Regions from separate parts of the Sus scrofa genome. Here regions 2 and 3 are each linked to region 1. A link is a contact called in public HiChIP or PLAC-seq data. All regions are on one chromosome and are shown on one strand. Each heading gives the region's core, a stretch centred on a gene start, on an enhancer-like site or on the middle of the called end of the contact. The rest is flanking DNA. Distances are from core to core; before and after follow the strand shown.

The links. HiChIP or PLAC-seq counts read pairs in DNA pulled down with a chosen protein or histone mark.
Region 2: an H3K27ac HiChIP or PLAC-seq map of skeletal muscle shows a contact between it and region 1. The contact joins two enhancer-like sites. A contact is called at or near these places in 3 of 47 Hi-C or Micro-C datasets (embryonic fibroblasts, epiblast stem cells and skeletal muscle) and 2 of 2 datasets of contacts at active chromatin or transcription factors (alveolar macrophages and skeletal muscle).
Region 3: a contact with region 1 is called in an H3K27ac HiChIP or PLAC-seq map of skeletal muscle. The contact joins two enhancer-like sites. A contact is called at or near these places in 2 of 2 datasets of contacts at active chromatin or transcription factors (alveolar macrophages and skeletal muscle).

Annotation. Positions count from the first base shown.
Region 1 is chr14:76,748,636-76,752,726 of Sscrofa11.1, forward strand. All of the region lies in intron 2 of VCL (vinculin), which reads left to right. Among named protein-coding and RNA genes, the nearest start is that of VCL, 50 kb to the left of the region's middle. Within about 2 kb of position 1,381, at least 17 of the 83 cell types and tissues checked have an H3K27ac peak or open chromatin away from gene starts, as enhancers often do. A contact at or near this core is called in skeletal muscle, where this site is marked.
Region 2 is chr14:76,604,023-76,607,662 of Sscrofa11.1, forward strand. It overlaps a transcript of CAMK2G not described here. Among named protein-coding and RNA genes, the nearest start is that of CAMK2G, 13 kb to the left of the region's middle. Within about 2 kb of position 1,514, at least 25 of the 83 cell types and tissues checked have an H3K27ac peak or open chromatin away from gene starts, as enhancers often do. A contact at or near this core is called in skeletal muscle, where this site is marked.
Region 3 is chr14:76,582,179-76,586,200 of Sscrofa11.1, forward strand. The region is part of intron 2 of CAMK2G (calcium/calmodulin dependent protein kinase II gamma); the gene reads right to left. Among named protein-coding and RNA genes, the nearest start is that of CAMK2G, 8.4 kb to the right of the region's middle. Within about 2 kb of position 2,118, at least 31 of the 83 cell types and tissues checked have an H3K27ac peak or open chromatin away from gene starts, as enhancers often do. A contact at or near this core is called in skeletal muscle, where this site is marked.

The sequences.
Region 1 (4,091 bases), core at 131-2,630:
TATTTTAAAGCATTATTATTAAATGGTTACAAGCTTATGGTTCGCTTGGGTCCTAATTCTGTTAATTATTTTGTTATTATCCTTATTTAGAATGACTGTTGGTTGATGTTAAACCTACTGTTGATTTTTATCTCCAGATTGTGTTCCTTTTTTTTAAAGCACATCTTAGTTTTTGTCAGTTTTCTTCAAAAGTAAAAACATTCTCATATTGTGTCTATTACACTTTGTGTTTAGATGCATATAACTCATTCATTACATTCTACTGTAGAACAGCGATTGTCAACTTTTTTTAGAATAAGGACTTTCAAATAATAATAATGAGATTCTTTATTCTTAGTTGATTGAGAATTCATAAGGAGGAGTTCCTTCCCTTTGTGGCTCAGTGGTTAACAAACCCAACCAGGAACCATGAGGATGTGTGTTTGATCCCTGGCCTTGCTCAGCGGGTTAAGGATCCGGCATTGCCCTGAGCTGTGGTGTAGGTTGCAGACTCGGCTTGGATCTGATGTTGCTGTGTCTGTGGCACAGGCTGGCAGCTGTAGCTCTGATTCAACCCCTAGCCTGGGAACTTCTACATGCTGTGGGTTCAGCCCTTTAAAAAGAAAAAAAAAAAGAATGCATAAGAATAAAAGTTAAGATGAATTTGTAATTCTTTTAAATAAATTTTAGTGAAATATAGGTGACTTAGTGTTGTGTTAGTTTTAGGTGTACAGCAAAGTGATTCAGTCATACATATACATGTATATATCCATTCTTTTTCAGATTCTTTCCTCATATATGCTATCACAGAGTACTGAATAGATTTCCCTGAGCTATGTAGTAGATCCTTGTTACCAACCAGTTTTGTATGTGGAATGTGTGTATGCCAATCCTTCCTCCTGGAATTTCCCCTTTGGTAACCATAAGTTTGGTTTTGAAATCTTTGAGTTTTTTTCTGTTTTGTGAATAAGTTCTTTGGTGTTGTTTTTAAATTAGACTCCACATATTAGTGATCTCATATGATATTTGTCTCTCTCTGATTTTGTTATGTCTTAAGAGAAATTTTTATTTTATTTATCACAGCAGTATCGACATACATTTGAAAACTACTAATGTCTGTAAGACACGCTTGCTTATATGTTTATCTTATATGTTCTTCCATAATCCTAGCATGAAACAGAGGAAGGACCAGAGGAGCTGATGGACCTATAGGAGCAGAGTTTTTGACTGAACCTCTTAGGCTTAGAATCTCCTCTTCCTTCACAGATGCTATATTTGAACAGGAGGTGAAAGAAGAGAGGAGAAAGACTAGGACTAGGCATTCTGGTTTCAGAAGTTGTGACTCATACTCTACCTTTCAAGTAAGCTCTCCCTAAGACTTTAGGAGGGTATAGCTTGGGCAGCAGTGACACTTGGAAACCTCCCATCGCCAATGTGCTACTTCCCCTGCAGTTATCTCTGGGCCCTGGCAGAATCCTGTTTTGTTTGCAGGGAAGTCGAAACTGGCTGCACACCCTCCTGATTTCATCTGAAATAAAAGAATTTAGCCAGGCTTTGGTGTTTTTGTGTGTGTTTTTTAGCTTTGTTATCTCAATGTACATGTTCTAGCAAAAAAGTTTGGACCTTGAAGGGTTTTGAATGTCTTTGGTATGACTCATTGTGGTTTTTAATTTTAGTTTTGGGTAGACACCTTCAGTGTCCTGCAGTGTCACTGAGTTAGGTTGAGGAAAGGAATAGTTTGTGGCTGAGGCCTGTAATATCTTTAAATCTAGGAGCATGGGGTTGGAACAGCATGTTTTGGTGTTATCACACAGTGTACACATGGGGAGTCTGTGCTGTGCACTTGCTGCTTGAACCAGATTAAAGCTGGTCATTGTACTCAGTGTTCAGACTCCCTCCTAAAAATTGTAACTGCTCGTGGCCTTCACTCAGGTTTCTGGATGACTAATGGCTTAGGCCCCTTGACCTTTCTCAAAATTTCGGCAGTGCCAGGAACAAAGCATATTGGCTGGTACTGGGATGCCCCAGAATGAATCTGCTTTTTGCTATTTTAAAGTAAAGTTTGTGCCCAAGTATATAAAAGAATTCTTTATTTTCATACATCTCCCTGAATCTTTTGAAGTTTTCACACATATAATTATTATTATTTGATAAAATCATATGTATATACACAAAAAGACAAGAGGATGGAATGAATCATTTATGGAGGCAGCACTTCTTATTTGAAGAATAGTAAAAAGACTGCACTGTCAGTTGCTAATACCTGGAGTTTCATTAGAGCTCATTCCTCAGGTTAACAATTTAAATGCTTGAAAACCTAGTGAAGACAGAATTTTTGGGGCATCAGCAGTGACTTTTACTGATCTGAGGTTAGGTTCCAAATATGGGAAAGCAGAGAGTGTTTGAGGGCCTTTCCCTTACCCCCAATACCTGGCCTTATATTTATGAAGGGATTGGACTTTAATATTTTCTTCAAATGATACTATATATACTGACTATAGAGAGAAAAAGGGGGAATCTTAAAAGAAGATGTTTGGAGTTCCCTGGAGGTTCAGTGGCTTAAGGATCTAGCATTATCACTGGTGTGGCATGGGTTTGATCCCTGGCCCCAGAACTTTCCACATGCTGTAGGTGTGACCAAAAAAAAAAAAAAAAAAGATGTTTATCATGCATTTAAAATTATTCAGGAGTTCCCATTTTGGCTCAGCATGTTAAAAACCTAACTAGTATCCATGAGGTTGCAGGTTTGACCCCTGGCCTTGATCAGTGGCTTAAGAATCTGTGTTTCCACAAGTGGTGGCGTAGATCACAGATGTGCCTTGGATCTGGTATTGTCGTGGCTGTCATGTAGGCCTGTAGCTGCAGCTCTGATTCAACCCCCCAGCCAGGGAATGTCCATGTGCCACAGGTGTGGCCATAAAAAGAAAAAATAAAAACAAAAAAATAAAATTATTCAATGCAAAGGCTTAAATATACCACCATGTTTATGACCCAGTTTTGACATTTCTTTATTTTTAAATATGATGGGCTTCTCAAACTTGAAAGTGATCTGGGCCTTTCTTGATCTCTGAGGGACTCTGCTTAGATAGGAAGGGAGAGACAGTCTCAACATAGGTTAAGAAGAGAGTGGGGGGAGTTACCTGGTGGCCTAGTGGTTATGACTTGGCTCTTTCATTGCTGTGGCCAGAAGTTCAGTCCCTGGTCTGGGAACTGAGATCCCACATCAAGCTGCTGCATGCCATGGCCCAAAAAAGGAAAAGAAGAAGAGAACAGGAATAGCCTAGCCAGTTAATTTTGCCTGCCAGATTAATTATGCCAGGGCCAGCCTGGTTGGAAATGGACATAGCCACCGTGGGGGAAATCCTCACCAACTAACCACTTGTGTTCTTTATTCTTCCCACCTGTTTCCTTCCTACTTACCAAGAGTTGTCTGTACTTTGCCTGATCGGAAGTGCTTGTGGCCTGACCAGCTCTTTCTTTTGAAAGGACAGGTCTCAAGATGTTAATTAACACCTGCTTCCTTGGGTGTGTGCCAGGGTAATCCAACTTCCATGAAATCAGATTTTCAGTTGTTCTGCTCTGTAGCAATGCGGAGAGAATGTATATGTTGTGACTTTGTTTATAACCTAAATGGCTATACTGTCTGAGGTCGGATTTTATTAAAACAGTGATTTTGGTATGGATTTTGGTTTCCCTCACTGCCAACATGTTTTTGGGGGGTGGAGTGAAAGTTTCATTTGTTAAATGGTTTAGAGAGCTTTTTGGTGTAAACTTATAGAGCAGTGTATGTCTAAATAGGCCCATCAGACTCTCTCCTTTATAGAGGCATCCTTTCTTTTATTGCATTTAACTTCATTGTGCTTTGCAGATACTGCTTTTTATTTATTTATTTATTTATTTATACAAATTGAAGGTTTGTGGGAACCCTGCATTGTCATATGGTAGTGTTTTTAAGTGATAAAGTATTTAAACTTGAAGAGGGTACATTTTTTTTAGGCATAATGCTATTGCATACTTACTAGATTGCAGTAGAGTGTAAACATAACTTTTACGTGCACTGGAAAACCAACACATTTGTGTGCCTCACTTAATTTGATATTCACTTTATTTTG
Region 2 (3,640 bases), core at 264-2,763, 140 kb before region 1:
AGGAGTCATTGCCAACAGCAAGACTGTCCTAGAACCCAAGGCTCCAGAGAAGACCTATCAGTGTCCCTGGCTTCTGTTTCTTCCACTAGATCATCAGATTCCCATACTTGGAATGAGTTAGCTCTAGAATAAAAATTGCTGATAGCAGCTATGTATAGAGCAGAAAGGTACTGGTAAATTCCAGATGCCCCTGAATTAGCCAAGTCAAGGACCGTGTATGGAGCATCCTACAAAGTGCCTGCTCTGTACCATGTAGCATGCCAGGCTTTGGGACTAGCTCAGTGAACAATATAGACTCTGTTCCTGTCCTCCCAGCTCTTATGATCTAAGGAGGTACACAGACAATTAAACCTAAAACCTAAAATAAGCTGCTGAGGAGTTCCCATTGTGGTTCAGTGGGTTGCGAGCCTGACTAGCATCCAAGAGGATGTGGGTTCGATCCCTGGCCTTGCTCAGTGGTTTGGGGATCTGGTATTGCCGTGAGTTGCCCTAATCCTAACCCTAACCTAACCTGCCATGAGGTAGGGGTGACCTACCATTGAGTAGGTCACAGATACAGCTCAGATCCCACTTGCAGTGGCAGTGGCATAGGTCGGCAGCTGCAACTCCAATTTGACCCCTAGCCTGGGAACTTCCATATGCCAAAGGTGCGACCCTAAGAAGCAAAAGGTAATAAAATAAAAAATAAGCTGCTGACATGATATCTATTGCAGGGGTAGTTTTCCTTGCCTCTCATTCACTGTGGATCATCCCCTGTGTTATCTACCTGCTCTAGAGAAATGAAATAGAGACAAGAAGCAGAGAGTAGAAACTTTGCCTACATTTGGAGAATCGCTGCAGGGCCCCCTCCTCTCGAGGTAGAAGGCTTCCTGATGGCCCTAGGCAAACATGAGGGTGTCTGGGGTTGGGGTCGGTGCTGGGGGCAAGGAAGTACCAGGCCACCTCATCGCAGCTTTTCTGCTCTCCTTTCTCCAAGCAGCCTGGGAGTTTTGCTTGGAAAGGGAAGTAGATTCTCCAGATTGTGGGATGTGACCCAGACTGCTGGCTTTCTCACTGCTTTCTCTTTACCCTCTTTTCTTCATTTCTTATCCTCAGGCTATTAGTCAGTCAATATATCTATCAGATGAATAGTATGACAAGGGCACTTTTTCTTTTTTTTTTTTTTTTTTTAACCCTGAGCATAAGATTAAGGAAGTTACAATGGAGCTGAGGAGCTATCTAGAGAGAAGGGTAGAGATGGGCATTCACACAATGCAGCATTTTGATAAGTGCAAACTAGTAGCTGTAGACTGGCATTGCCAGGGGTTGATGCCTGGGGGTTGAGGTGGTCTGGAGAAACTTCCTTCCTGGACAGAGGAACCAGGGCCTTCTAGGACAAGCCCTCAATCTGCTTCATGGAAGGGGTGTCCTCAGAGAAGAGGGAGAAGGGTGAGCCACCCCTGTCCCTGAGCCCAGCTGTTCATTCCGCTGTGCCTGGGCAAGGGCTCAGAGGCCCATGTGCTCAACATTCCTGAGAAGTGGCTTCTGAGTCAGAGCCCCAGAAACAGCTGAGGCAGCTTCAGGCTGGAGTCTTGGCTCTCTTCTCCCCCTTTCTGTCCAAAAGCAACTCCCTCCCCAGCTATTTGGATGTGACTGGAAACCCAAGCAGGGATCTGGGTAGGAACCTGGCTCAGCCAGTCCATAAAATGTATTTGATCCCTGCATCCCCTTCTGGGCTACAGCCCTCACATGTGCCCAATGTCCCCTGTGCCAGGAAGTCCAAGCGGTGAGAGGGAGACTCACCCTAGGCCTACAAGTCGCAGCTCCCAATGCAGCCATTGTTGGGCTGCCTCTGGAAAGGGGGTCATAACTGGAACTTGGCTTGAGTTAGGACAGCAGCATTCCCCAGGCAATCTGCCAGTGCCTCCTCACTGCCTGGGTGTGGGGCCCAAGACATGCCAGGGCAATGCCAGAGAGCTGACTCAGGGGGCAGCAAGATGGAAAGAGAAAAACCCTTCGTACTTGCCAGTTAAGAAAGACGATGAAGCTGCCCTGACGCCTGCTGTGATCACCCTGTAGTGCCAGACCACCCACAGGATCTGGGGTGGGTCCACTCCTCAGCCACTGATCCATGAAGCCCCACATTTCCTGAGGCCACCAGCTGAAGGCCAAGGCTTCCCCTCTCTCCCTGAGCTCCCCTCATGCTACAGAAACCTCTAGCTGAGCAGGTCTAGATTCCCAAACCCCCTTCTGCAATTGATTCAGGCCCTGCCATTGTCCCTTTCTTAAGACTATGACCTTGGGCAAGTCACTTACTTGGGTGAATATTAGATTCCTTATATTTAAGGTGGGACAAATAATACCCGCCTGCCTCATAGGATAGTAGTAAGGATCAAATGAGATCAGGTCCATGAAGGTAGCATATACAATAAAGCACATTTATAATAAGGTATTATTATTGTCATGGTTTTTCCTGTGATAGGAATTACAGCCACTGGCCCTTGAACCTCAGAATCTTCCTCCTTGCTTCTTTTGTCAGACAAGTTGCTCAGAAACCAGAGCTGGATCCTAACCCAGTTCTGAGCCTCAGAAGCACTGAGCTCTTCTGCCTGGTGCTGTGGTGCCAACTCAAGGAAGCAGCCCCCGCCACCCCAGCTCTGTTAAACCTGTTCTTCCCCTTCTAATCAGACTCCCTCAGTCCAGTTTGCTTGCAGTGATGACAAAGGAACTTAAAATAGCACAGGCTCTATAACCACTGCTGGAGACGGCTTGGGGCACGAGGTGCTGCTTCTCACCTGTGGGCCTGTTCAGGCATCCCAGCCAGGTGCAGCCCTCTACCCTCCAGGGTCTGGCATGTCTTCCTCTGGGAAGCACCGGGATGACAGTGCCTCCAGTCAGCACTTGGGGTGCCTGAATTGGATGACTACCAAGAAAACCGGCTTGGCTAGAAGTGCCAGGGGTGGGGGCTCAAGGCTTCTCCCAAGAGCGCTTCATAACTACACTCTTGGCATTTCTCCTTGTGCCAAGTAAGCTGGACTAAGATCACGCAGAACAGCAGCTATCTTGTGGCTCCAGGGAGGGTGGCTGACTAGGAGCCAGATGAGTCTGATTCGGAGGGCCCTGCAGCTAGCAGGTCCTGGCTTGTCACTCTCGCTGCAGAACCAGTTTGGTGTAGGCGGCTGCTGGGTCTGGCTGGCTCAGAGACTTCCCCTGGAGCCTTCATGTGACTTACGCTGGTGGGAGTGGGGGCTGCTGAGGGTGCATTCAAAAGAGAAGGCTTGCCGCAGGAAGCCGGGGTGGAAGCTGCCTGCCGCCTCCAGCAGCAGCAGCATAGCTGATCCCTTCTTAATTCCCTGTATTTTAATCGGTTATTTCCACTCAGCATGAATCTCCACCTTTACAACTTTCTCATGCAATTCTTTCTCAAACACCTTTCTCTAGCAAATGTGTTCCTTTCCTTGGGTGATTGCTGTAAGAAAGGCAGATGAAGTCTTAGCTTACATCAGGAATCCCAAAGTGATAGTCTGCTGGCCAAACCCAACCCTTCAACCTATTTTGGTTGACATGTACAATTTTAACTGGGAACGCTTCACAGAAAACAAAAACCCAGTTTTCAAAAACATTTTTTTTTTCAACATTTGGTGTCCTTAGGTTGGTTTCA
Region 3 (4,022 bases), core at 868-3,367, 170 kb before region 1:
AGAACTCCCCACCCTCACAGAGCTAATGTTCTAGTGGGGCTGGGTCAGGGGAGGGACAGACAGTGAGTACCAACTGGACAGCGCATTAGAGGTCGTGGCAAGTGCAATGGAGAAAAATAAAACAGGGAAGGGGGAGAGTGACCACTTAAACAGGTGGCCAGGGAGGCTTCAGCAAGGAGGTGACCTTTGATTAGAACCAGAAGGAAGGGAGAGTGAGCCAGGCACATATCTGGGAAAAGAGTTTCCCCACTTCTAAAATGGAGGTGGCGACAACTGTGGATTCAGTGATGTATCTGGGTAATTGCTCAGCACAGGGCCTGACAGAGGGAGAGCCTCCCTTCCAAGGGCCTGGTGATGAGACGGACAAGGCCTCCCAGGCTGCGCTTGTGGCCATGGCCATCACTAGAGACACCGAGAGAGTCATTCCCATCCTCCCTCAGCCTAAGCAGGGCACACCAACTGAGCCCTTGGACCTGGCTCCGTTGCGGCCTCCCTGGGGTGGGGGTGTTCCTCCCACTTGGGTAAGGCCCACCCTAGTCTACCACCGGCACGTAAAGGTTACCAAAGGGGCTCCTCAGAGAGAGGACAGCCCAGGAAGTGCCACTGCCCATGGGATCCCTCATCCTCCTCGTCCTCTGCCTTGCTGGCTGGGGTGCCCTGCCATCCCGAAGCTCTGCTCAATGAGCCGTGCGGCTTTTGCCTACCACTCTCTCCCTGCCTCCTCACTCCTCACGAAGCTGGCCAGCTGTTGGCCACCCCAGTCTCTCCAGCTGTTGTCTCCTGTCCGTTTCCCCTACACTTCCTGTCCTGTTGTCCCCTCCAGGGCTGCTCCACGCCTGGGAAAAAGCAGAGGGCTCCACCCCAGCAGCAGCGGTGTTCCAGGAACAAGTAAGGTTTGCAGAGCCCTTTTTCCAGCTGCAAATCTGTCCTGTAAACTCGGCACCTCCAGTCCCCAAAGGAGTGAGGCCACTGAACTGGCTGGTCCACAGTGGTAAGTCCAGGCATCCCAAGGTGATAACATGCCAGCCCATGCTCCTGTCATAAAGGAGCAGCTTCAACACCCGTCCTTCCAGCGACCAATGAGCTCACTGTTCCCAGGGAGGAGCCTAGACCTTCCAAGGCTGACCCTCTTCCCATCTACCTTTCAACTGGGCTCGACCCCACCCCCTCACACAGCCCAGCCCCCCCTTCCTGTTTGACAAGAGCCACTTCCCGCTTTTGCACAGGGCCACTTCCTGCCTGCCTGTGTGCTACTGCCATGGAGAGACCTAGCCCTGCCGGCCTTCAGCCCAGCTCCAACCACAGCCCTCTGCAAGGTTCTCCCCCTCAAGAGCAGAGGCAGCAAGAGGATCAGAAAGCAAAAGTGATCATTATAAAGGTCCCGCTTCAGGCCTTCCTAATAGCCCACCAGAGCCAGGCCCTGGGACACAAGGATCCCTGGAGCCCTCGCCTCTTTCACCTTCTGCCCAAGTGCCTCAAGACTTGGTCTAGGGCACCACAAAGGCCAAATACCTAAACTGAAAGGAAGGGTAGCAAGGGGTGACCAGATACAGAAAAGAGGAAGTGGACAGTGAGGAGATAGTATGTAGCAGAGGGGAGGCAGAGCCCTAGAAACACCTCTCCCCCAGGACCCAGGGAGAAACCTACTCCAAATTTATGTTCCTTTAACAACAGGATCAAGGCCGGCAGGGTGGGCCAGATTCGCCACAGCCCTGCCAAGACACGCTGGCCAGTTTAGTGACATCTCCCTAAAACCAAAAACGCCATCAGGGCTTCAATGAAGATCCAGCTGCCACCTAAACATACAACCCTTTGTCAGTGGGAAAGGGTGCAGAGTCCTACTAGAGATTGTCAAGTTCTAATTTCAATGACACCCTTGACTTTTCAAAGGGTATTTCAAAGGTCTGTGCCTGTGGCTGCAGGATGGACTGGGAAAAGCTTCCCACAGCTCCACTGAGTTCAGATGCTTGATCTGGGTGTCTCCTCTTGCTGCCCTTCTGAGTGGCCCCTTCCGCCCCCCTGTCCCACGAGGCATTGCTCTGAGGAGCAGAGACAAGGGCAGCACAGGGATTTGGTGTCATAATCCGCATTCCCCAGCTGCTTATAAACAGCCCCTGGCCTTGGGCACTGACCAGTGGGAATCTCAAGCCACAATCCCACTGACCTCACCCTGACACTGTGATGCCACATCCGCTCCTCTCTGAATCTCACTCCAAAGGTGCAAAGTTCCCAATTAAGAGCAAAGTCCATGCATTATGTAAGAGCAGGGGCCATGGCTTCTAATTCCTTCACACCCACACACCCAGGGACTAGCTGAGGGTTGTGAAGATAGCAGGACAGGGCCTAAAACGTGCTCACATGAACCTCCAAGGCTCTGTCCTTTAACCTGGTGTCCTCCCCTTGTCTTTGTCCTAACTCAAGCAGTTTTAACTGGGTGACACAAAGACCCGAGCCTTACTTTGGTCTTTATATCTTAGGACAAGAGAAGCTTTAACTAAGGAGGAAAAGGAGGGAGGCACCAAGAAGTGCCCCATAATGAAAGTCTCCAAGTCAGCTTGGACAGAGAAAATCCCCATGGGGTCACTGGCAAGCCCCAAGAAGGCAAGGTTCTGCCTTTGGACACTCTGGATACTCTGAAGGGCCAGAACAGGGTCAGCTGCTGAGTTCTCCATGCCCCCGGCAGGGCTCTGGGTGCCTGCAGCCTTTGCCCACTGTTTTGGTGACATTTCCTTCATGGTAACCAGCCCCAAGTAAAACATCCCAGGAAGCAGCCCCTAAAAATAGCTCCTCCCAGGGCAGCAGCTAGCAGGGGGAGGGGAAAGAGAGGGAGGAGAAAAGAGGGGAGCAGATGGGAAGCTGCTGCTGCTGCTGATAGGGCCCAGGAAGTAGAGGTGGTGTTGGGGGGAAGTGGCTGGAAATATCCCCACCAGAGAGCAGTCTCTACCCACAGAGCTGGGTACAGACGAGAATGAGACCTAGCCAGCAGAAAGGAGAGATCTGCCTCACTGGGCTTAGAGTGGAGAGGTGTGGGGGTGATGCATCAGGATTCATCACAGGAACGAGATGTCCAGAATCTGTATTTTAAAGAGAAGAGCCAGAGTTCCCATCGTGGCTCAGTGGTTAATGAATCTGACTAGGAACCATGAGGTTGCGGGTTCGATCCCTGGCCTTGCTCAGTGGGTTAAGGATCTGGCTTTGCTGTGAGCTGTGGGGTAGGTTGCAGACGTGGCTCGGATCCCGCATTGCCGTGGCTCTGGCGTAGGCCATTGGCTACAGCTCCGATTAGACCCCTAGCCTGGGAACCTCCATATGCCGTGGGAGAAGCCCAAAAAATGGCAAAAAAGACAAATTAATTAATTAATTAATTAATTAATTAAAGAGAAGAGCCAAGGGGTGAGTGAGGACCACGAAGCTTAAGGATGCTGGGATGTGAGCACTGGCATTCATTGGTAAATCAATGGAATGCCTGCAGTTCAAAACAAACCAGCCAACTTTGAGTCTTAGTTTCCCCAATGGCTCTGTCTGGCCATGGGCAGAAGACAAAGGGCCTCTGCCGAGAGGCACTCAAGAGGTGCAAAGTGCCCATCTTTTCCTGTCACCACCCTTTCGGCACCCATGGGATCAGGACCTTTGTCAGCCTGCCAAGGCTGTCCAGAAAGCTGCAAGCACAGAAACAGGGGCAGAAGCCCATCACACCCACTCCTCCCCTTCCCATTCTCCAGCCTCAGCAGAGAAAGGGGTCAGCCACTCACCTCTAGAGTTTCAGCACAGCCTCAAAGCTTGGAGCACAGCTCCTGACAGGGGACTAGAGCAAGCAGCAGGAAGAAAACAGGGACTTCTCCTACAGGAAGGGGCCACCTTCCAACCTCCAACCTCACCCTACGATGCCAGCACCCAAAGTCACTCTGGAAAGGGGTGGGAGAGGAGGGGGACAGGCCAGTGCTGTATGAGCTAAGTTTCACAGCTCACAGCATGACTGTAGGATGAAACCGGCCCTTGGCACAGAGAAGGGACCTCCAGGC